Regions from separate parts of the Mus musculus genome. Here all the other regions are linked to region 3. A link is a contact called in public HiChIP or PLAC-seq and promoter capture Hi-C data. All regions are on one chromosome and are shown on one strand. The core of a region is the stretch at or near the end of the contact, and the rest is flanking DNA. Distances in the headings are between cores, read along the strand shown. Region 1 holds the start of Tbce (tubulin-specific chaperone E). Region 2 has its middle 44 kb from the start of Gm20043. Region 3 holds the start of AW209491 (expressed sequence AW209491). Region 4 overlaps B3galnt2 (UDP-GalNAc:betaGlcNAc beta 1,3-galactosaminyltransferase, polypeptide 2). Region 5 overlaps Gli3 (GLI-Kruppel family member GLI3).

Region 1 (4,587 bases), core at 51-2,550, 590 kb after region 3:
AACTCAGTAAACGTTTCTGGGCCAAGATCACTTAAATTTGGTTCAGAATAGCCTATCTCTTTTCTAGCATGTGTTTTGTATCAACACTTCCTTGAAAAGCATGAAGTTACAATAAATGTGGAGATATTGGCATGGTGGGCCAAGCCTGTGATTTTAGCACTTGGTAGATGGAGGCAGGATATTAAGGAATTAAGACCAATCTTGACTTTGGTAGTTAGGTGACAGAAATCCGCCTGCCTCTCCCTCCCGAGTGCTGGGATTAAAGGTGGGCGTCACCACGCCCAGCTTGACTTTGGCAAGTTTTGAGGCCAGCCTAGGATACGTGAGACTTTGTCTCAAAACAATCAGCAGCAGCACCTTCATGAAATGTTGTCCTTGAAAAACGCTCCCATCTGAAGGTCTGTGTTTCTATTGGAGACTTGCCAAATGACAATAGTAGCTTAGCCCCTCCAGGCAAGAGTGAGTCATGTTCTATGACTACTGAGACGGTTTCAAACAGGAAAGGTTCTGGCAGCTTATTTCATCTTTCATTAACCACTGACAACAGATTCACTACAGGGTTCTCGTTCACTGCTGTGCAATAAAACAGATTTATAATTAATTATGTCTCCCAGCAGAGTTGTGCAATTCCTCTTGGATTGAATTACAGCACTCTTTTATTACTGTTTTCGTGGTGCTGTCTGGTCAAACTGACTTGGATCCAGCAAAGCCGGAGCTCTTCCAAGTAAGTTTTTGCCAGCTTCAGGTATAGCAATATGAGGGGTCACATTGCGATATGCTTATATACATAGCATCTTAAATTTGTTTTCAATGAAATAGTTACTGGCTTTTTAACATCTAAAAATAAACCAAAACACTCGATTCATAGGAACGTCTTGTTTAAAGTGGTGACTTACTTAAAACATTGCGTTTACTCTTGTTCTCCCTCATGCCTTAGCTGGTTAACTTTTTCTTTCCAGTTCTGGAGGGATCAACACTACACCTTTCTATGTAACTATGAACTCCCTACGGTGATTTAGTGCCCATAAGCATGAAACATTTTTGTTTTTTAGATATGAACCCCCCTCCGCTCCTCCCATCTCTCTTGCCTCGACCTTCCCAGTGCTGATTGTAATTGCCATGAGCCATCACGCCCAGCTATGAACTTTTAGTTCGCGTCTTGAATCAACTACAGTACGCAAAATCGACTGGTCCCACAGTCCTTCGGGGTTGCAGTTCCGGTGTCTACCTTACCAGCACTTCGCGACAATAGGGTTCGCGTTTGGAAGGGCTAAAGTGGTTTTCATCACTTCCTCTGCGGAGGTGGGACTTCCGGTCTCCAGATACTTCCGCCTAGAGCCGAAAGCTTCGTCGCTGATTGCGTGAGGGTCTCTGGGTGCTGACAGACCGGCAGAGGGAAGGTGAGCTTCGTAAGGTCGTGGAGCTGAGGTGGCGAGCTGCCCAATGGGGCTGGGTTGCCTGAGTGTGTGCTTTCTGCTCCGAGACTTCTCCGGTCGGCTGGGCCCCATTGTGGGCTGACCCAGCGGAAGGCTAGTGCGCCTGCGCCAAGCGCCTTCTGGATCCTCCCCACCCCTCCCCCGTTAACATCTGGGCGTGGGTCTCAAGTGATGCTGCCATCTCTTCCTTTTGACGTTTCTGGTGGACAGCGGTGGAGGGTGGTGGGAGGGCAGAGAGGAGTATTCAGATTTTTTTCCCTTTTTTTGAGGGGGATATTTTATTTACATTTAAAATGTTATCCCCTTTCCCGGTTTCCCCTCCGGAATCCCTCTATTTCATCCTTCCTTCCCCTGCTTCTTTGAGGGTGCTCCCCACCCACCCGTCCACTCCCACCTCGCCGCCCTGGCAGTCGCCTACACTGGGGCATCGAGCCTTCACAGGGCCAAGGACCTCACCTCCCATTGATGTTCAACAAGGCCATCCTTTGCTACATATGGGGCTGGAACCATGAGTCCCTTCATGTGTACTCTTTGGTTGATGGTTTAGTTCCTGGGAGCTCTGCAGGGTCTGGTTGGTTGATATTGTTCTTCCTGTGCGTTGCAAACCCCTTCAGCTCCATCAGTCTTTTTTTCTCTAACTCCTCCGTTAGGGATCTTGTGCTCAGTTCAATGGTTGGCTGCTAGCAGCTGCCTCTGTATTTGTTAGGCTCTGGAAGCGCCTCTCTAGAAACAGCTATATCAGGCTACAGTCTGCACACTTCTTGCCATCCACCTTAGTGACTGACTTATCTCACTCAGGATATTTTCTAGTTCATTCACTTGCCTAAGAATTTCATGAAGTCATTGTTTTAATAGCTGAGTAGTACCCCATTGTGTAAATGTACCTCATTTTCTGTATCAGTTTCTCTGTTGAAGGACATCTGAGTTCTTTCCAGCTTCTGGCTATTATAAATAAGGCTGCAATGAACAGAGTGGAGCATGTGTCCTTGTTATATGTTGGAGCATCTTTTGTGTATATGCCCAGGAGTAGTATAACTGGGTCCTCAAATAGTACTATGTCCAATTTTCTTACAAACCTCTAGACTGATTTCCAGAGTGGTTGTACCAACTTGCAGTCTCACAAACAATGAAAATGTGTGTTCCTCTTTCTCCACATCTGCTGTCACCTGAGTTTTTGATCTTAGCCATTCTGACTGGTGTGAGGTGGAATCTCAGGGTCATTTTGATTTGATTTCCCTATGACTAAGGATGTTGAACATTTCTTTAGGCGCTTCCTGGGCATTCAGGATTCCTCAATTGAGAATTCTTTCTTTAGCTCTGTACCCCATTTCTAATAGGGTTATTTGGTTCTCTGGAGTCTAACTTCTTGAGTTCCTTGTATATATTAGATATTAGCCTTCTATCAGATATAGGATTGATAAAGATCTTTTCCTGATATGTAGGTTGCCGTTGTGTCCTGATGGCAGTGTCCTTTGCCTTCAGAAGCTTTTCGGTTTTATGAGGTCACTTTTGTTAATTGTTGATCTTAGAGCTTGAGTCATTGGTGTTCTGTTCAGGAAAATTTCCCCTGTGCCCATGTGTTCGAGGCTCTTTCCCACTTTCTCTTCTACTAGATTAAGTTTATCTGGTTTTATATGAAGGTCCTTGATCCACTTGGACTTGAGCTTTGTACAGGGAGGTAAGAATAGATCAATTTGCATTCTTCTACATGTCAACCACTAATTGAACCAGCAGCATTTGTTGAAAATGCTGTCTTTTTCCCACTGAATGGTTTTAGCTCCTTTGTCAAAGATCAAGTGACCATAGGTGTGTGGGTTCATTTCTGGGTCTTTCTTGCGCGTGCTCGACTGGCCAGGAAGAATGATGTTACAACAGGATCCTTCTGCACACGTTTATTGGGAGAGATTGATTGTAGAGGCGAAAAGACCCCGAGCCCAGAACTGGTGCTGCTTTTATAGGCCTAGGAGAGGCGTGTCTCACACCCGGATTGGTTATGCACTAAGCCTCATTTGCATGTTCCTCATCTGATTGGCTCCTCTCTCTCAGTACCTTACAGAACCTCATTATCATACCTCATTTGCATGTCTCACATCTAATTGGTTATACTCTCAGTACCTTACAGAACCTCATTATCATGCCCGGGCCAGGCAGTGTCTTTGCAAAAAACTTTACTGCATATGTACACGTTGGTTGTTTGTCCAATCTTATGCGTGGTGGCCAGCAGTAGTCAGTGCCACTCAGCAACGGCACATGTGGCTTCCCACAGGTCTTCAATTCTATTCCTTTGCTCTTCCTGCCTGTCTCAGTACTAATACTATGCACTTTTTACCACTATTGCTCTGTAGTACAGCGTGAGGCCATGGATGGTGATTCCCCCAGAAGTTCTTTTATTGTTATTTCAATATCCTGGATTTTTGGTTATTCCAAATGAATTTGCAAATTGTTCTTTCTAACTCTATAAAGAATTGATTTGGAATTTCGATGGGGATTGCATTGAATCTATAGATTGCTTTCTGCAAGATAGCCATTTTTACTATATCAATCCTGCCAATCCACGCACATAGGAGATCTTTCCATCTTCTGAGATCTTCAGTTATACAGACCTTTCACTTGTTTGTTTAGCGTCACACCAAGGTATTCTATATTATTTGTGACTATTGTGAAGGGTGTTGTTTCCCTATTTTTTTTTCCTCATCCTGTTTATCCTTCGAGTAGAGGAAGTTTAGGAGTTCTCTGGTGGAATTTTGGGGGTCACTTATATATAGTCTCATATCATCTGCAAGTAGTGATATTTTGACTTCTTCATTTCCAAATTGTGTCCCTTTGACCTCCTTTTGTGGATTAATTGCTCTGGCTAGGACTTTGAATACTATATTGAGTAGGTAGGGAGAGAGTGGGCAGCCTTGTCTCGTCCCTGGTTTTAGTGGGATTGCTTCAAGTTTCTCTCCATTTAGTTTGATGCTGGCTACTGGTTTGCTGTAGATTGCTGTTACTATGTTTAGGTATTTGGTCCTGGAGAGCTGTGCCACAGGGCTAACTTCCCGGTGCAGATGGAGACCAGAAGGATCTTGTTTTGTGGTTCCTGAGCTCTCGGATCTCCTGGCAGTTCCCTCTTTGGCAGTTATTGCAGCAAAAGTGTTCGCCTCGTCTG
Region 2 (4,946 bases), core at 1,512-4,011, 700 kb before region 3:
GTATGTTTATGGAATAATACTTGTACAAACACATTTTTATATCTACTTAAAGGTTTTGTTCCTAGATCCATAGAAAGTAATTACATAGTTTAAAGTTGTCATCAAACATGTTTAATAATAAGTGATATCTCCATCCAACATTTCAAGCTTTTCATGATTTTCATATTTAAGACAAGTATATAATACTGTGGAAAAAAACCGAACAAAACTAAAACTAAAAATACTAATACTCTTTTGCCTCATTCTGATCTCAATTTCTAGAGCTAGTTGTCACAATTAGTCTGGTATATGTCCATGCTGGCTACAGTTCCTTTGAATGTCCTGTGCTGATGAAATGCTCTAGAGTTCTGCTGTCTGATATATGAAACCTACTAGTCATTCATAGTTATTGAGCACTTGGACTATTGCAGATGTGTTTAAAATTAATGTTAATATAACTGGACATTAATAATTTCAGACTTATATACAGATAACCATTGACCACTTGAACCTCTATTTATTTTCTGAGTGTTTAAGTTTAGATTTTAAGTATAAATAAATAGAATTTTGAAAACACATTTTATTTATATTGATTGAAAAAGAATGCCTGGGAACTATTAGTACCAGGAGCATGCTGGCATCCTCCCCCGGTCCCCCAGGGCTTGTCTGGGATACTCAGTAATGGTCTTGTCATTTTGTTTTGAGCCCACAGGGGACATGCTGCCGAAGATGTGCATGAGCAGGTGTGACACTGCACGTGGGTTCATGGCAATTGAGCTGTGACCTTTCTTTTCCTTTTTCCTTTGCGAATTCTTGACACAAAGAAATAGTCAGGTGGCAGAAGAATCTTCTTACTATGACTGCTGTTAGCTGAAAATGATATTCTTTACGAAGGTTAGCAAGTTCTTTAGCTCTTTTTAAAAAACGGTTATTAAATATACCATGGAAAGTGCAAATAATCTGGTTTAAGCATTAGTCATGCTGATATGGAGAAATCAGCTACTGGTTGTTCTCCTAGCTTGCTTCGAATGAGTCCTATAGCCCGTTCATAAGCCCCAGCAAGGTTTTTTTTTTTTTTTAATAAATTTTCTCTTTATGATAACATGGAGAAAAGTTCTAGATAAATATTTATCAATTCTTGGTTGTTAACAAAGTTTACAGTAGAGGAAACAATGGAGTGTGGTTTGTCAGTGCAGGAGGGAAAGGTACTGATGCCCAGATGTGGTTCTAAACTTTAAGAAATGGGCTAAAACTGTATGTCACTGTTGTAGCCATGGAGTTTGGGCCCCATTCCCTCCTGAGTTGGTTTTCTCCACTGGTCACGTCAGTTGGTAGATTACTCAGTTGTTTTACCAAGGCTGCTATGAGCAATTCAGGCCTGGGTTCAGTGGGTCTTAATCAAAGGAACACTTTAAGCAGAGCCCAGAATCACACACTGTCACAGGGAGATCAGAGATCTGGATTTGACAGCTAGTTGTGCCCAGTTTCTGCTCAAATGCAGCTAACTATTAAACTAGGAAAAGAATAGTGAGTAGCATTTTAGATCTAAACTTTAAACCCTCACCCCTACAAATCAACTGGAAGAGCAAGAATTAAACATTTCCTCAGAAAGAGAATTCTTTTATTCCCCATCGAAATCTTGTTGAATCTCTTTCACTTAATCACAATAGCAAACTATCCCAAATCAACATGTGAGCTTCTCTAGAGTCTCATCAGAAAGAGAGGGGGAGGGAAGATGTAAATTTAGTTTGATTTCAGTAGATGAGTCAATGTCCCCCAGGTGACCTGAGGAGGGCCAAGTAAGTCTTGTGGTCTCTGGAGCAGTGACAATCCAGACCAGGGCTGTGGCAACTTAGGATCTCCTTAGTCTGACTTTGGACTTGGCACATCAACATTACTGAGGACACATAGAAATGCATGCTTAGGACCCACCACTGAATCAGAATCTGCATTTTAACAAAGCTGCAGGTTAGTTTTTAAAAAGAAAAATGCATTTAATGTTATGAGTATGCCTGAGTGTATGTATGTGTACTTCATTCAGGCAGTGCCTGAAGTCGTACTGGATTCCCTGGTAGTGGAGTTATAGATGGTTGTGAGCTACCATGTGGGTTCCAGGAAAAAAACCCAGGTCTTCTGAAAGGACAAGTAGCACTCTTAACTGCTGAGCCATCTCTCCAGCACTACACAGGTGGTTTTTATACATTAAAGTCTGGTGAGTCTGAAATTTATCTTCTAAGGGTAGCCTGATACACAAATCCCATTTGGCCTAAGGTCCTTGATTACAGAATGTATCTTGCAATCTTTCTGATCCAAATCAGATCTCTTTCTGAGCACCCACCATGACTGGCATTTACAAAGCATCCCATTTCTTTGTATTTCTCAAAGCTTTTCTGCCCAGAAATCTGCTAAAATGCTGCTGTTTTGCTCAAGGAAGCCAGGTGGCTGTGTCTGAGATAAAGATTTGCTGTAAGTTGATTACCATCTATGGCTCTGAAAAACTGAGTGGAAACATCTGTCCTAAGGTCATGACGAATTCAGTTGCCTCTCAGATCCCTGAAATCGACACAATATGGTCAGAGTCTCTTTGTTTAGGATTGCCTTTACTCAGTGTCTTCACCAAGCCAGCAGTAAATATTAGTTATGTTCCTAGTGCTGGCTTCTCAATTGGGATCAATCTCTGAGGACACGTAATGACATAGAAGACTTTATGTTTCTGAAATGGAACAATAGAGGCTATATATTGTGTCTGGATTTGAATTCTCTTTTCTGTCCCAGCCCAGGAAAATACATTTGCTGATTTCTTAGAAATTGCTTTAATTTCTAGTGTCCATTGCTTGGAATTGAGTAGCTTGCATTAGGACTCTGGACATAACAATTACCTTAGTTACTATATGCCTTTCCAATTCTATAGAATCCTATCTTTGACTGCAATATTCAGGTACCCATGATTATCTCCAGATTTACAAACAGTCTTGACGGGCAGGCACAGTTTCCAGATGAGTCTGTTAATGACATGCTGCCAACTCTCTAATTTGGGTATTTTCTAACTTCTTGACAATGTCTGTTTTAAATCCTAGTCAAAATGACAGTCCAAGAAACCAAACTAACATGTTATAAGGAAAAAAAATATTGCTTAGCAGTTCTTTGTCTAGAAACAACAAAACAAGTGCTCTTCCTAAATAGTTAAACCACCTTAGACTGAAAACAAAATAATATCGACAGAGCAAAAATCATATTTCTGGCATTGATTCCTGGACAGTGATAGAAGAATAATGTGGATGAGATACATTGTCTGTGAAGGCTTCCAATTCATTATCCTACTCAACTACAACTTTAGGCATTTTGTTCACTCAGTAAATACAAAGCACTGAGGTCTTATAACATGCGGTGCCTAAGGGAATGGCACAAAGATGACAGTTCTCCAAATAAGAACACCACTATCAGGAGTGAACTGCAACAATTTGAGCTGTTTTTGGGATGGGCCTTACAGGCACCCTTGGTGTTTAGCCTAGTATGCTGAGTTAAAGATGGCACTACAGCAATCTTGCTACATGCTTGGTCACCCTAATATTGCACTTTAATTCTATAAAAATTATATTATGTATTTGCCACATGCTTGTTACAGAGGCAAGAAGAGAAGGTCAGATCCTATGAAACTGGATTTGCAGGGAATTGTGAGCCACCTGATATGGGTGCTAAGAACTGAACCTGGGTCTTCTGTGAGAGCAGTGTGTGCTCTTAGCAGAAGCCATCTCTCCAGCCTCTAATGGATATTTTTTTATGAAAATAGCCTGTGTATGTATGTATGTGTGTGTGTGTGAGAAAGAGAGAGAGAGACAGAGACAGAGAGAGACAGAGAGAAGCACACACAGGATATTCAGTTTTCTTTTCTCCTTGTTTATTACATTAAAAAAATTATTTGTTTTTGTTGCTATCTCCATCTGAATATATGAGCAGCACATGAGTGCAGTGCCCATAAAAGCCAGAAGGAGGCAGCAGATACCATGGATAGAATTACATGTAGTTACGAGCCTCCTGACTTGGATGCAGGGAACCAAACTCCGGTCCTCTGGAAGAGCAGGAAGTACTGTAACTACTGAGGCCAGAAGTTCTTAACGTTTCTAATGCTGCAACCTTTTAACCATAAAATTATTTCATTGTTACCTCATAACTGTAGTTTTGCTAATATTATGAATCATAATATAAATGCGTTCGGAGCTAGAGGTTTGCCAGAAGAGTCATGACCCACCCGTTGAGAACCACGTTAAGCTGAGCCACTATTATATATTTCTGTAGCTCCTATTATATATTTTTCTTTTTCTTTATTCTTCTCTTATATAATACATCTCGACCACATCTTCCCCTCCCTCTTCTCTTGCCAGCCCCTCCCACCTCCCCTCTCCCCCAGATCCACTGCTTCTTCATTTCCCTTTAGAAAAGAGCACCCCCCCCCTGCCCCGGGATATCAAGCAAGCACAGCATAGCAAGGTGCAATAAGATTAGGCACCTCTCCTCATATCAAAGGTGGATAAAGCAACCCACTAGGAGAAAAAAAAGGCCCCAAAAGCAGGCAAGAGAGTCAGAGACACCCTCATCCACACTGTTAGGAGTCCCACAAAACCCCCAAGTTAAATCCCATAGCATGTACGCAGAGGACCTAAAACAGACTTATGCAGGCTCTGTGATTGCCACTTTAGTCTCTGTGAGCCCCTATGAACCCTGATTAATTGATTCTGTGGGCTGTGTTCTCCGGTGTCCTCATTTGCTCTGGCTCTGTCTTAGTCAGGGTTTCTATTCCTGCACAAACATCATAACCAAGAAGCCAGTTTGGGAGGAAAGGGTTTATTTGGCTTACACTTCCATGTTGCTGTTTATCACCAAGGAAGTCAGGACTGGAACTCAAGCAGGTCAGAAAGCAGGAGCTGATGCAGAAGCCATGGAGGGATGTTCTTTACTGGCTTGCTTCC
Region 3 (5,064 bases), core at 2,305-4,804:
GATTTGAAGTTGGAATAAATGTGGTTTTGCATTACGTTATTTTAGGTATGGCCCCCATAGACTCTTATGTTTGGACAAGCCTATGGGGGCCAGGGAGTGGAAGTGATAGTTTGTATATGCTTGGCCCAGGAAATGGCAATATTAGAAGGTTGGAGTAGGTGTGTCACTGTGGGTGTGGGTTGTAAGATTCTCATTCTAGCTGCCTGAAAGCCAGTATTTTGCTAGCAGCCTTCAGATGAAGATGTAGAGCTCTCAGCTTCTCTTGCACCATGCCTGCCTGGATGCTGCCATGTTCCTGTCTTGATGATAATGGACTGAACCTCTGAACTTGTAAACCGGCACCAATTAAATGTTGTCCTCATAAAAGTTACCTTGGTCATGGTGTCTGTTCACAGCACTAAAACCCTAACTAGGATAACACCAATAGTAATAATGACAATATAGTATTATCTAAAATAAAATAAACAAACAACAACAACAAAAGCCTCATTGATCAATGGAAAATAAAGACCCATATATGAACTCCTCAAGCCATTTGACTTTTGATTTTTGACAAAGAAGTCAACAATACACACTGGAGAAAATAAAACAGCTAAATAGTCCTGGTCAAACTAACAGCTAACGTAGGAGAAAGAAACGGGATCCTCATTTCTCACCTTACACATAACTCAACTCCAACTGGATCAAGGACCTCAACCTAAGACCTGATATCCTAACTCTGATAGAGGTGGAAAAAAAAGTATAAAACATACTAGAAGCCATTGGCATAGGAAATGACTTTCTGAAAAAGACCTTTATAGTGCAGAGGTTAAGAACAATAATTAACAAGTGAAACCTGAAAATATAAAAGTTTCTACATAGCAAAAAATGCCATTACTTGAGTAGAGAGGCAGCCCACAGCATAGGGAAAACATTTACCGTCTATACACTTGACAGAGGGTTAGAGGCTAGAATGTATAAAGAACTGAAAACATATCCATAGAGATCAGAACATTACTAAGGGTCCACAGAGAGGGGCTTTTAAGGGAGGAAAGAGAACACACTGGTGGAAAGGGTTAAATGGAAAATGGAACAGGAATGGTTAACTGAGATGACAGTGAACTGTCTGGTAGAGGAGAAAATGTAGGAAGGAAAAATAACACGAAGGACCTCTCAACACACACACAAACACACACAAAAAAAACTAAGATGGAACTACCTTACAGCAGAGCAAAACAATGTCTCTACTAGATATAAGGCTAACAAATAAAAATCCCAGAAATGGATTATCTTTTGGAGTTGCTGGCCAGGGACGCTTCATAGATACCCAAACATAACGTGGTATTGCCAATCCATCTAGAACTTGATGGCTAAGACCGTATTGCTAAAAACACCAATTTGAGTCATAGGACATGGCGAAATGGAGCTCGTACACACCTAGAAGCTTCAGCTGTCCTGGCTAATTTTCATAGTTCTGCAAGGTGTTATGCAGGCTAACAGAGGAGAAAAGCAATCTTCAATAGTATCTGTGAATCCTTGGAGTTACAATTATGACTGGCCTGGCAAGACATGCCCATCAGTACAACAGCAGCACAAATACTATGGGAGTAACCAGCCACTTTACGGTTGGTATTAACATTTTGTCTAAGCTCCACCCCACAGTTACCTGGCTACAGCCAGATATGCCTGGCTCACTATAAAAGGAGCTGCTCGACCCCTCACTCTCTCTTGCTCTTGCCTTCTTGCTCTCCCTCTGTCATCTAGTCCCCCTCTCTCCCCATTCCTCTCCACGTGCTCATGGCCATCTTCTCCTCTCCTCCGCTCCCCTCCCTTCTCCTCCCCCCCCCCCGCCCCTTTTTCTGTCTCTCCTACCCTGTCAACTCCCCTCCCCATTCCCTGAATAAACTATTCTATACTATACTGTGGTCTTGTGGCTGGCCCCTCAGGGGGACCTCAGTATGGGCCCACGGAGGCATCCCCTTCCCCCATACTGACTACACATCCACCAAACATTCACACACACACACACACACACACACACACACACACACATATATATATATAGGATTTAAGTGCCACTCCATAGGATGAAACCCATACTTGGCATCATTATTAGGCTACGAACCTATGCTAGGGAAGTCATAGGCCCTAGGGGAAAACTTACCACTTTATGCTGCTAGATAGTGTAAACTGACTTATTATTATACCCATAAATGAATGTATTTTCAACCCTCATCTAAGAGGCTTCTATTGCAGTAGATAGTTATTAACACAGTTGTTAATACTCACAACTGGCCAAGGTGCAGAGACTAAAAGACTACATATAACTCTTATTCCTAAAAGGGACATATGTAACACTCATATGTTACTCTCACAAGGCTCAGGGATCATTGTGAAAGGAAAAAAGGTAAGACCTGCAATGAAACCTCCTCTGGACACAGCATGCACCAACCCTGCGCAAGCCTAAGCCAGCATGGCAACTGCTGGCAATTCTGAGCGGCTGGGAGAGGGAGAGACAGTTTTCTCTAGGAGTGTAGCCTCCCTCCCACCCTTCAGTGGAAGACCACACATCCTAGACTATTTGGGTAGTACAAAGCAGTCTTGAAGGAGGGGTGGAGTATGGGATTGGTTGAGTCATCCATGGTGGATATGAACCAAACACATGATATGAAATTCTCAAAGAACTGATTTTTTTAATGTAAAAACAACTGCTTAATATTAAAAATCCACAAACTGTCCAAACAAGAGGCTCTCCTAAACTAGTCATCCTAGGATCTCTCACCTCTTACTCCTTCAATAGATGATTTTTGTTTTCTTGGGGCTTGTTGGATTTTTTTGGGGGGGTGGTGGTGGAGGGGGGATTGTTGTTTGTGTTTTGAGACAGTGTTTCTCCACATAACCCTGCTTGTTCTGGAACTTAATATGTAGACCAGGCTGGCCTTGAGCTCACAGAAATCCACCTTTCTCTGCCTCCCAAATACTGGGATTAAAGGTGTGCGCTGCCACTCCCGGATACAGTCTTTTAAGGAGTTGCCTCTTGATTTCCACAGGGTTTAGAATATCAAGCAATCAAGACTGTCTGATTTCTGCATGTGATGTCAACTTAGCAATGTTTCAATAGAACAAAGGGGATAACCAACTGGCCTCCTGTTCCCATTCTGAAGGAAAAGATGGAAGGACCCAGAACACCACACCAGGTGGCCAGCCTGGCTGTTGGACTATGACAAGGTGCGAGAGCCTGGGGTGAAGTGTTTCTGCGTGAGTGTGGTTCCCATTCTGGTATGTCCACCTGCACCGCTGGGCCTGATCCAACAAGTCCGGATCAAACAGGCTCCAGCTGGCCTAGTGCTTAGAGGCCAGAGTAGGGAAGACGCAGTACTGACCCTTCCTGCCCCGAGACCCGGCCCATGCCCTCCCTCTCCACCTCCCTCTATTCCCCACTCACTCCCTTGGTCCCCGGATCCTCACCAGCAGCGCCAGACACCATGCGCACATGGCGAGGGAACACAGAGGCAGTCTGCAGAGACAGCTCACCAGTCAGTCCTCACCTTGTTCTGCTGAGAGGCACTCCGCCTGCCGAGTCCCGCCTCTGGCATTACGTGGTTCCGGCCCGGTGAGCTTGAGCTTGAGTCCCAGGCGGCACCGCAGCGACCATATTTGTTGAGGGCAACCGGCTTCTGCTACCAAAGCGACGGAAACCTGAGCTCCCAGCCAGCAGGGGCGGGTCAAGGGTTGGGTCTCAATCTCACTGAGTCCTGAATGCTAAAACTTATTTGGGTCTCAGATTTGGATATTTTTAGCAAAATAAAAATCGAGAACCATGAGGTTCCAAACGCCACTCGGAAGCATTTTTAGTTGCATCATCCTGGCCTTTACATAGAAGGAACCTTTAAATGTGCTGTCCTTCCGAACAGGGCAGAGAACTGCATAGCTTCAGGGGCTGTGGATATTTAGTTCAAAGTTATCCGAGGTGAGGGGGAGTTTGAGAAAGCAAAACTAATTTTAAGTATTTTTTTAAGTATTATTTTAAGTATTAGATTTCAATTGTGTTTTCCTTGTCCCAAGTACTACTTTAAGGATAGAAGTAACTCAGATCAGACACACTACCAAAATCTTAAGACAGGAGCAATATCTCATTCGGTGCTTTAAATATACTAAAAAAAAAAAAAAAAAAAAAAAAAAAAAGCTCTGTAGCCAGCGCTATTCCAAATACATTACACACGAATTTATTTAGTTCTAAACTAAAGGGTAAATAGATGTATTTTGCCCCTGAGGCACAAACAACGCTGTAAATGCCTTCAGCAAAGCCTGCCAGGGTTTATCAAGCACAAATTCCAGAGGGCTTTGGAACTTCAGGTGTGTCTAAATGGGGGGGGGGGGGGGGGGCAAGAATTAAAACCATTCTTTAAAAAGACTCCATTAATAACATACCAGAGTTCTTTCTCCCATCCAGGGCAGCCAGCCCATTCCTCCCTCAGAAATAAGTTTATTGTGATGTAAGTAAACAGGTGTCAAGATAGAAAGAAGCCCAACAAAAAATAGGCACCATTAGAAAATGGGAAATTTTCCTGATTAAATGTTGCCCCTAGCCTCCTTGCTCCTCCAATGCTCCCACCCCCTACACCTTTTCCCTTCAAACAGTAAATACGTAAAAACTTCCAAAGAAATCTGACAATCACAATCTACAAGAAGACTCATTCACAAACTCAACACTCCCCAACCTTCTCCGGCTTGGATTTGGAGGACAGAGAAGGCACATACAACAGCACGTTTCCTTAAGAAGTACCTTGTAACTGGAACCTTCAGCTACCTGATTACTTTGGCCCTCAAATAAGCTTCTCTTCATTTAAGGGCTGAAGGCACAGATAGGAAACAGCTCTTCGAAGTAAAGGCATATTCTAAACATCAGTGGACTAGAAAGTACAGTAAGGAATTGAAACACAGCAAAGAGCAAGAATCAGATATTCAGTTAACAGAAATTTTAGGTCCATAATCAAGAAAAGTAAAAGGAAAAATGTAAATATACTAAAAAATTTACAAAAAAAATTTTAATAAGGACCTACTTGGGCATTCGGTCTAATAACC
Region 4 (4,556 bases), core at 266-2,765, 640 kb after region 3:
ACTATAGGTCACAAGACTCTGATTTGCTGAGAAGGCGGAGTATGATGTAGCAGCAGGACTCGAGCTTATTCTGGTCCTGCTGAGTGAGTGTGGACGTGTGGCTCTGAATGGCAGACACTGCGTGCGTGTCCTGTTTTCTGTACCTTCTACAGCCAGAGAAGAAGGTTAAGAATCAAGAAATGAATACAACAAATGAGGCAAAAATCTTGTTCCTTCCAGCCCGTTTTCCTACCTTCCATTTTAGTCTTTGCACACACATCCTGCCTCCACACCACTAGGTCCTTAGAAATAAAATTCTAGGTAAAGTCTGCTGTCAGAAAAGTTGAGAGGTCACAATTTAAAAATCATAGCTGGGACACCAGAAGCCTTTTATCCCCGGTGCCAAGGGTTGGATGTTCACTTGCACACCTACAAGAGCCCAGAGGTCAGCATCCCAGACCTGCTTACCTGGTGTCTTTTAGGTCCTATGGCTGCCATCCAAATGCCCATGCTGACATCTTCACCCTACTCAGGAGCAAATGCCAACTTCTTAATGTTTTTGTAACAAAAAGTGATATGTAGAGTTAGCCAACCCAGATGTGTAACGATGAGCCAGAGATGGGAGACAGGAAGCACACAGCAATCAAGCCCTTTCCTCACATACCTTACATCAACACACTGGGCATACATACTTGGTCCCTGACTCTATAACCAAGCCAGGAGAAAGAAAGCACTTCTTTATGAACAGAAATGTTTACATTCCTCCACAGAATACATTTCCAAACAAAGATTAAAAACAGTGAAAGCAGGCTCAAAGAAAATATTAGAATAGTTATCATGGCTAGAGTCTGAGAAGTGTCAGGTAAATGTCCCTGATCTTTAGGGAGTAACTCCTACAGAGAAAGGACAGCCATGGTAAGCTGGCTCTGCTTCAGGGACATCTCAGGACACTGGACTGTATGAGTGACCTTGTTACCTGATAGGTCTTTAACCTTCTGGAGTTGCCTGCCAGCCAGTCAACGATATCCTTGGAGATCACATACCCTGACCCACATGCAAAGGCAGGGTAAGCCGGGCTCGGGTATTCCAGCTCCTGCCATTTTCCGGTTCTGTCCACTGCCCAATTCAACCTGAAACTGAGACGTTACAATGGTGGCTTCTCTGTAATGGCTGGCCATATCCTTCTACTAGCTGCCTTCCATCACTACCAAGGAGATGAAGCAGGAAAAAGATTCTTGCTGCCTAAGGAAAGGAATTATTTACCCAATGGTAGTTTATACAGATTAGATAAGCTCTCAGTTTCTGAATGGAAACTAAGAGAAGCCCACCCTGTGTTTCAGGACATACTTAACTGAAACCAAACCCACCAAATCATCAACCCGGCACTGGTCCTGAGCAGCAGAGGCAATGGCTGAGGAAATGTGTCAGACATGATTCTAACCGAAACCAAACCAAACTAAGCAAAGAGGATACAACAGTTGCAGGAGACCGTGTGCTTCTAAAACAAAAGCCACATCTTTGACTCCTGGTTAATAAACCTGAGATTTTTCAATAAAATAAACAAAATTCCCTCAGATTACAGTGATAACATATTAACCCAGAAGAGTATAATCAATAATTTTCTTAACTTTATCTATGTAAAAGTAACTTCCATATTTCATTCTAAATTAATCACACTTAATCAGGTATTGGCGGTCCATGTTTCACTTACTTTCCCCACCAAAAATTAGGCCCATCTAGATTCTTCTGAGCAATTCTATTAAACACAGCTTCTAAGTCTATATAACAGTCGTCATCTGTCTTGAGCAGCAAATCGAAGCTGGTGGATTCCACAGTCCTGTTGACAGAAAAAGAAATATGCAAGTCCGTGCAGCTATGGAAGGGCACAACACTACACCTGTACAGCTGTGCACCTTCAGTGTCTTACCCTACACACAGAACACCATTACTGTGGCCATCGACTGCACTTGGTCCTCACTTCATCAACTGGAATCACAGAAGAATGAACAGAAAAGTCTGACTGAAGTAGAATATGCATTTTTTTTTGTTTGTTTGTTTGTTTGTTTGTTTCGTAACAGGGTTTCTCTGGCTGTCCTGGAACTCACTTTGTAGACCAGGCTGGCCTCGAACTCAGAAATCTGCCTGCCTCTGCCTCCCAAGTGCTGGGATTAAAGGCGTGCGCCACCACGGCCACCTTAGAATATGCATGCTAACAAGGGCTTCCCAGTCATTCTCCACATCAGCTACCAGGCCTACCTGTCACCTGTACCCTGCCCCACGTGTGCCTGGTTACAAAGCTCATCATGGGACAGGTATCAGACCTGAAACTCTCACTTAGAACACTGAATGTGATGTGTTATGAAACGGGCCAGGTGTGGTGGGAAGCAGATCCGAGAGCTCTGAATTCTAGGTTAGTCAAAATACTAAGTGAGACAGACGGTCGCAAAGCTTCTTTGTAAAAAAAAAAAAAACTGAATATATTATGGGTTAAAACATGATTTATAAGGTGCAAACATATTTGTCTTTGGAACCAATTTCCAGCATTTCAATTATTATAAACAACCAACCCTCTGTAAGAACTTCATTTCTCTAGTTTTCTTGATGACATCAAACAAGGCAAAACTAGGTTCCCTGACTGTCAGTCCCTGCACAACACATCTGTTTGTAAGTACATATTTGTAAGGGGATCAGCCAACTATATAGACCAAGCTGGCCTCAAACTTATAAAATCCACCTGCCTCTGCCTCTGTAGAAATGAGAATAAAAGTGCACACCACCAAACTTAGTCGTTTATTTTTAACAGTATAACAGAAACGTAGTATTTGCCAATCAGAAATACGCTTTTGTTTTCAAAGATGCTTAGATCACTGGTGGGTGACTCTGCTGAGTAAATAAGGTCAAATAATTAAACACTGATTTAAAACGTGGCTGGTGCCACTAGTGCCCTCCTACACTAGTCCTCTTTTGTGTCCCCAGGGTTTCCTACACAAAGCATGCTGAAAAACAGATGGTAAGTGGTAATGTGGGCTATGAGGAGGCAGATCTAAAAACAGCTCTGCTGAGGTTTGACAACAGTAAAGAGAAGGGAGGCAAAAAACAATGGGAGAGGTAGGTAAGGAGCAGGAGGAGGAAAACTGAAGGTTCCCTGGGAAAGATCTCTGTTAGAAATGCTAGTGCCCCCCCTCACCCCAATCTTAAGTCCTGACTTCCCATTCCTCAAACTCCTCACAGTGGCATCTACACTGGGAATTCTGAGTGCTGGGATTTTAGATGCACCACAACCACCTGCTCGGGATAGGCTCCTATTGCTGTCTAAATACAGTCCTGGTATTTCAGACTCAACTGCCTTCTACCAAAATAATAACTAGTCCCAGTTAGATAATGTTACCTTCAGCAAACTAACCGGACCATCTACAGAGTATGACTCCAAGAAAACATATCCCTTGTACACGTGCCCTTGTGAACTTCCCACCCAAGAAGGGAAGTGAAGAAAGAGATATGATAGTCTTTCCAATAAATAAGGTTTCCAAAGATAAGGAAAAAAATGTGAAATCCTAGTCACACATACTCCAGGGAGTTAGTACTTCAGCCATGTGAGAGAGAAAGCTGTTCCTCGGAAAGTCAGCACAGCCACAAGCAACTACCAACTATGATTGGTAAAATAACATTATTGTCACAGACATAGAATACAGCCAAGCTAGGAGAACTACTGGAGGCTCCAGGAAGTTAGGAGAGTTCATCTCACTGAGCAACTACTAGAGTTTGTAAAACAGACAAGGAGGGTTGTCTTTCAGAGCCTTGCCCTGTGAAAGCTAGCCTTCATGTTCTAGGAGCCTTCTGCCTCAGCTCCTGTGCAGCTGGACAAAACTCATGTGCCCACTCGCTGCATCTATCCAAATGCAAGGGATCCGGAAGCCCATGGAGTAGAGACTGGAAATGGAAGGTGGATATTTAATTGAGAAGAATTCAGACTAGTAACTTAGTGTGAACATAATTAGGGAATTGGGGTAGATAAGTAGGAATAAAACTAAAAAGGGACCATTTCCAGACTGGAAATGGAAGGTGGATATTTAATTGAGAAGAATTCAGACTAGTAACTTAGTGTGAACATAATTAGGGAATTGGGGTAGATAGGTAGGAATAAAACTAAAAAGGGACCATTTCCAGACTCAGTGAATTCATCCAGTGCTAGGCTGAGACACCTGAAGTATGTAGGAATGAATCCAAGGGAATTAATTTTGATTTGTTCGTTTTGATCCCTTAATACCATTCACACTGTGGATCTGTTTATCTAAATAAGAAAGACACAGCATGTTCAAAGATGTCTTCCAAAGGAGCCAGGTGCTGGAGAGTTGGCTCAGCAGTTAGAACTATCCTGGTACTCAAGTAGGGCAGCTTACAACTGTATGTAACCCTAGTTCCAGAGGATCTAATGCCTTCTTTTGGCGGCCCAAGGCACTCATGCTTACATAACAGACATTTACATTTGAATAATTAAAACATAGAAATAAAAACATAAAGTTTTTATTTTATGAAGTAGAATCTATATCTTATAAAATATTTTTTAAAACCTTAAA
Region 5 (4,993 bases), core at 2,472-4,971, 950 kb before region 3:
GGGAGCCTCAGTTTTTAACCCAATCTTAATTTTTAATCTTGGCATTTAAATATTACCATGTCAGGGGATATGCTTTGCTGGGATGTTAGTCAGTAAACTGATCAGAGAAGCCAGATGGAAGAGAGAGAGACTGGGTACTGGGAAAGGGGAGAGAGGGCAGCTACAGGAAGGGCCTCTGAATCCATGGATGCCTTTTTAAGCAATGTTTCCACTCTATGACCTAGGTGTGCCCTTATATGGCTCTGGCCTTTCTTTATAATCCCATCTTTGACAGGCAGTCTTACATACTGCAGTACCAAGTACCAAAGCCTTTTAGTAAGTCTAAAGAATTAAAAAGTCCCATAGATACTAACTGCCATAACCAAGTTTTAAGAAAAATGACCACCAGATGAGGATTTTAAATGAGGAAATTCCCCTTAGGGCACTGCAGTCCTGACTGTGTTACCTGGTAAATTAGAAAATGGGTACAGGAGACACAGGAAACTCTAGCTTTTAAAAAGATCAGGTCTCATTACTGAAAGCAGTTTTGACTTGCTTTTTGCCTGTGCTTGCCGGAAAACAGAGCAAAAGATGTTTTATGCTGAAGCTGCCAAGTTACGTTAAAGCCATTCTGGTAAAGAGTGTGACCTCAACAGCCATGCATGCTAATTTACAGTACAGTTTAGATCCAAGTGATGGATGTGGATTTGGTGTGCATTTACATACCATTTTAAAAGAAACCCAGGTTGGGGCTTTCCAGCCCCACATGCCACTGAGGATTCCATGGTCTGGGAGACACAGCCCAGGGCTGTCGGCTGCTGTCTCCATAGCTGGCCAACACCACGGTTAATAATATGTCCATGTAAATGGTAAAGTTCATTATCAAACGCTGCAAATGCAAGAATGTATTTGATGATCATGCTGTCAGAAGATCCTATCAAATATAAGGAATGAATTTAATACTAAATCTTTTAAACAACAAGTTCCTAACACTAACTTTCAAAAATCCATTCCCTATTAAATTTAAAAATTAAAAAAAAATGACTTAGTTTTTTAAAAAACAAACAAAAACCACAATCTTAGTTAGGGTTTCTCTTGCTGTGGCAAAACACCATGATCAAAATCAAGTTGGGGAAGAAAGGGTTTATTTAGCTATTATAGTCCATCGCTGAAGAATGAATGCCAGGACAGGAACTCAACCAGCAGGAACCTAGAGGCGTGAGTGATGAAGAGGCCATGGAGGGATACTGCTTACTGGCTTGCTCCCCATGGCTTGCTCAGCTTGTTTTTCTCATAGAACCCAGGACCACCAGCCCAGGAATAAAACCACCCACAATAAGCTCTGCCCTCCCCCATCAATAACTAATTAGGAAACTGTGCGGGATCTTACAGAAGCATTTTCTCAATTATGGTTCCCTCCTTTCAGATAACTCTAGTTTGTGTGCCAAATTTATATAAAACTAGCCAATACTTTTGACTGATACTAATATTGAGCAAATACCTACCTATAAGCTGAAAATTTTTCATATTTCCTATCTCTTATCTCATATTGCAGATCTGAGAAGTGAACATAGTTATGCCCAACTTCCAAGCAACAAACACTTCAAAGAAATAAATGAAGCAACTATCTATATCCAGACATCTTGGTAACTCTCTGATTCCCACAATTAAGTTTCTTGTTCACTTGACATTGAAAACAAAGTGTGACATTTGTCACCACTGTTGATGAGTCTCTAAGGTTCTAAGATGGACACAGATTCAAGTAAGCTAGTACTGTTAAGAAAAACAAATGTCAAAGCCAGCGGTATGGAAGTTTCCCTATGGCTGTAAGATGAAGGACACCATTCCAAAGTCATCCTTCTGCTCCTCACAAGTCACTCTTGTGGCCCCTCTCACAATTGAAAAGGGGTTTTCAATACACCATCCCATAGAAACTGCCTAACAACCTTGGAGGTAGGCAGGGCTTCTTTGAACTTCCCTTTTGAACATGGGTCAGCCAAAGAACTGTGACAAAGACACATCAACAAATCAAGATGAGAGGCAAGTTTGGTCTTTGATTCATAGCCCTTCCAACAGGAAATTCCAGGGTGAGAGCCCAGGGCCCTTGAAAATTATGGTTAAGAGCTCTACCACATGGCTCATCACAACCACATCCCTGGCCTTGACCTATTTGTTGTTGTTCAAAATATATTTATAAAATACAATATTAACTATGGACAATAAAATTAAAACATAAACAATTATAACTTAATCTTTAAAAGAATCACACTTCAGAATATATTTAAGAAATTACATGATCCAAAAACTATGGGAAACTACTATAATTTATGTTTCCAATTCCAAACTCACAACTAGAGTGAATATCCAGGAACACTTTCAGATCAATATTATACAATAAATTATGAATTACCAATTGCCTAATAAAGACAATCCAACTGTACATCAAGTAGTAAATGAATATGAAAAACTAGCAATGAAGCATTACTCAAGCTGCAAAAATATTCATGGAGTAATGCAAAGGGATAAAGCAAAGGTTTCATGATTACCATTCTATCCGGATTTGTTTCATCTATGACAAATTCATACAGCTAAATAATGCACTACTCCACTCTCTCTCCCTCCTACCCCTCTCAGTGCCCTTCCTCTTTACAAGTCCTTCTGGGACCCAGTGAGCTCAACCACGGTTTTTCAGCTATGCACTGGAATCTGATGGGCTAACCAGTGGGTATGCAAGTGAAGGCAATGACTACCTCTGCCCCAGAACAGTCAATACTTCAACAGGTGATGTGTGGCCCCTCAGGTATGTAGAATATTTATTTGTTTATCATTTATTAAATACGGGAACTGTCAACCCATGTGTCCATGTGCTTGGACTTCTATGTACAGAAAAAGAACACTCGAGGAAGAAACCTTTCAAATGACAAAGAAACCACACTCAGTGTCTTCTCCAAGTAGCTGACTGACCTAGATGATCTAAAGCTGTGGGCCACCACAGGGCCTGCACTTTCTTTTCTCAAATGCTGAACTCAAATCTCTGAACGCTCCCAAATTACCCTTCCTGCAATCCTGAGTTGGTTCTTTGCATTTAGGACCTGAGGCTGTAATTTCTGACCAAAAACGATGTCACCAGTCTTAAGGCAATGTTAACTTCCTTCTGAACCTCAGCTCAAGGGTTGGATGTGCACTATGGGTAGGAATGTTGAGGGGCACCTATCTACTTTTAAGCAGAGTCCCTTGCCCATTAAAAAATATGAAACTACTAAAACACAATTTAAACATCCCAGCAAGAAAGTCATTACACGCACACGCACACGCTCACGCACACACACACACACACACCCACACACACACACACACACACACACACACACACACACACACACACAGTCTTAAGGATGATGGTTAGGTACAGAGATCTCCTAAATATCTGAAACCTACTAGGCCCCTCCCGAGGAATCCATTTTGACAAAGGTTCTGGCACTGACATCTGAACAAACTGAATAGGAGCAAGTGAAGTCACAACAACATTAAGTGCAATAACTTTCAACCCCCTTTCTGGTTCCCAAAATGAAACTTACTAAAATAAAACTCGACAGCCCAAAGCTCCCCGGGATGTATTCCAGATGAACGGAGTCATATACACTCAAGGATGCAAGGCCTCACTCACAGCACACTCGTCTGTATTCTGAGGCCTCACATGGACAAGGGCAGCTGTTTTCATCTGCATCTGACAATGCGAGCCCTGGGTCTCAAAGCCAAGGATTGCTGATGAATGCAACTTTAAATTTAATTTGGGGGGATGCTAATTGTGGAGTGATGGAAAAATGCTGGCGACATTTTGACTTTAGCAGCCCTGCTGCCCTGATTAAAAAAATATCAGCTTTCCATCTCTAAGACATTTCTTAGGTGGACTCCTTACAAATTGTTGAGGTGTAATTTGTGCACAGTTAGTTCTTTGTTTAATCGAGAAATCTGCCCAACCTCTGATTGGACTGATTTCCCTAAGGCCAGCACTGAAGGTTATTTCCTTATGCCTTCTGGGAACACAACCTCTCTAATACATTTCTGAATTATTCCAGACTGAGCTGAAGCTGAACCTGAGAACAAAGCCCTGGTTCCACAGCAGAACGACTAACTGAAGTCCCAGCAGGGAAGGGTTAGGCAGAGATTTATAAGTACAAACACTGAAGAAATTTGCAAGTAATTGCATGTATTTGCTTTCTATTGTGGGATGCAGTAAAGCAGCATTTATTAAAATATCTCAGGCAGGTACTGTTTATTGCCCTCTCCTTGATGCCTTGTAGAAGGAATAAAGTGTATAGCTCTTTTCATTTCTTTAAATTAAGGGGCCAAAACAACCTTTCAAAAAATATAAAGAGGAAGCTGAAATTGGACACACTCTGAATGAATACTGCTTCTTAGCCTGGACTCAAATAGCAACCATGGCTCTAGATCATCGTTCTGATTTCATCTTGCAAAGCTTAACTTTTTAAACGCTGATAAGTTTCCAGGAATCCATTACTTGGGGATCAACAATTACCAGTTTTTTCAATGAAGTGTCTACTACTATTACTGCACTACAGCTGACAAAGATGAACAAATGACAGGCTCAGAATGTTACAGATTCATAAGCAAAGGATTTAAATAACAAGAAAGGGAGTTATGTTCCCTGGCTCCCATAACTGAATCCTTGGGCCACGGCTGGCTTTGGGTCTTAAACTGTCAGAATGAGATGGTCATTAAAAAAAAAGAAGAAGAAGACAGGTGACGCTCAGTCCCCTCAAAACTCTAGTGTCAGAGTTTGCCCCCTTTCATATTTTAATGCCAATGACAGACTTAAAAGAGTGATACAGAAAAGTAGCCAGATGGGTCTTCAACTTTAGCCTCACCCCCAAAAGCTTTTCAATACAGGCTCCTGATGAAGTCGGGAGTAAAGAAGCTCCCCAAAATGTGTCTTTCTAACAAGTTCTCTAGGGATATAAGTGCTGTTAGCCTCATAGAAATATTTACTATA

Evidence for each region. Promoter capture Hi-C pulls out the DNA fragments that hold promoters and counts their contacts. HiChIP or PLAC-seq counts read pairs in DNA pulled down with a chosen protein or histone mark.
Region 1: a contact with region 3 is called in a promoter capture Hi-C map of pre-B cells. The contact joins the promoter of Tbce here to the promoter of AW209491 in region 3. A contact is called at or near these places in 16 of 39 promoter capture datasets (the 3T3-L1 cell line, the C10 cell line, the HPC-7 cell line and 11 more), 6 of 484 Hi-C or Micro-C datasets (B cells, CD4 T cells, LSK cells and 3 more), 14 of 115 datasets of contacts at active chromatin or transcription factors (bone marrow-derived macrophages, craniofacial prominence, effector CD8 T cells and 10 more) and 1 of 9 other capture datasets (liver).
Region 2: a promoter capture Hi-C map of stem cell-derived epiblast-like cells shows a contact between it and region 3, with 5 times the contacts expected there. The contact joins the enhancer-like site here to the promoter of AW209491 in region 3. A contact is called at or near these places in 5 of 39 promoter capture datasets (cranial neural crest, embryonic stem cells, frontonasal cranial neural crest and 2 more), 2 of 115 datasets of contacts at active chromatin or transcription factors (both in embryonic stem cells) and 1 of 9 other capture datasets (embryonic stem cells).
Region 4: a promoter capture Hi-C map of liver shows a contact between it and region 3, with 2.8 times the contacts expected there. The contact joins the enhancer-like site here to the promoter of AW209491 in region 3. A contact is called at or near these places in 21 of 39 promoter capture datasets (the 3T3-L1 cell line, 3T3-L1-derived adipocytes, the C10 cell line and 16 more), 1 of 15 datasets of contacts at CTCF or cohesin (the NIH/3T3 cell line), 4 of 484 Hi-C or Micro-C datasets (the G1E-ER4 cell line, adipose-derived mesenchymal stem cells, embryonic fibroblasts and 1 more), 14 of 115 datasets of contacts at active chromatin or transcription factors (the 230-238 cell line, the NIH/3T3 cell line, astrocytes and 11 more) and 4 of 9 other capture datasets (adipose tissue, embryonic stem cells, liver and 1 more).
Region 5: an H3K27ac HiChIP or PLAC-seq map of acute myeloid leukemia shows a contact between it and region 3, with 7 times the contacts expected there. The contact joins the enhancer-like site here to the promoter of AW209491 in region 3. A contact is called at or near these places in 11 of 39 promoter capture datasets (the 3T3-L1 cell line, 3T3-L1-derived adipocytes, the HPC-7 cell line and 8 more), 5 of 115 datasets of contacts at active chromatin or transcription factors (acute myeloid leukemia, bone marrow-derived macrophages, embryonic stem cells and 1 more) and 1 of 9 other capture datasets (adipose tissue).

The regions. Positions count from the first base shown.
Region 1 is chr13:14,036,351-14,040,937 of GRCm38.p6, reverse strand. It overlaps Tbce (tubulin-specific chaperone E), which reads left to right and starts at 1,300. Exons shown (of 17, transcript NM_178337.3): 1 at 1,300-1,400.
Region 2 is chr13:15,328,791-15,333,736 of GRCm38.p6, reverse strand. No RefSeq gene overlaps it. Among named protein-coding and RNA genes, the nearest start is that of Gm20043, 44 kb to the left of the region's middle. Within about 2 kb of position 2,761, at least 3 of the 459 cell types and tissues checked have an H3K27ac peak or open chromatin away from gene starts, as enhancers often do.
Region 3 is chr13:14,628,748-14,633,811 of GRCm38.p6, reverse strand. It overlaps AW209491 (expressed sequence AW209491), which reads right to left and starts at 3,554. Exons shown (of 2, transcript NM_134067.4): 1 at 3,448-3,554.
Region 4 is chr13:13,991,675-13,996,230 of GRCm38.p6, reverse strand. It overlaps B3galnt2 (UDP-GalNAc:betaGlcNAc beta 1,3-galactosaminyltransferase, polypeptide 2), which reads right to left. Exons shown (of 12, transcript NM_178640.3): 9 at 1,691-1,816; 10 at 956-1,115; 11 at 448-504. Among named protein-coding and RNA genes, the nearest start is that of B3galnt2, 39 kb to the right of the region's middle. Within about 2 kb of position 1,515, at least 14 of the 459 cell types and tissues checked have an H3K27ac peak or open chromatin away from gene starts, as enhancers often do. A contact at or near this core is called in hippocampal neurons and liver, where this site is marked.
Region 5 is chr13:15,576,354-15,581,346 of GRCm38.p6, reverse strand. All of the region lies in intron 3 of Gli3 (GLI-Kruppel family member GLI3), which reads right to left. Among named protein-coding and RNA genes, the nearest start is that of Gm6556, 110 kb to the right of the region's middle. Within about 2 kb of position 3,721, at least 15 of the 459 cell types and tissues checked have an H3K27ac peak or open chromatin away from gene starts, as enhancers often do. A contact at or near this core is called in second pharyngeal arch cranial neural crest, where this site is marked.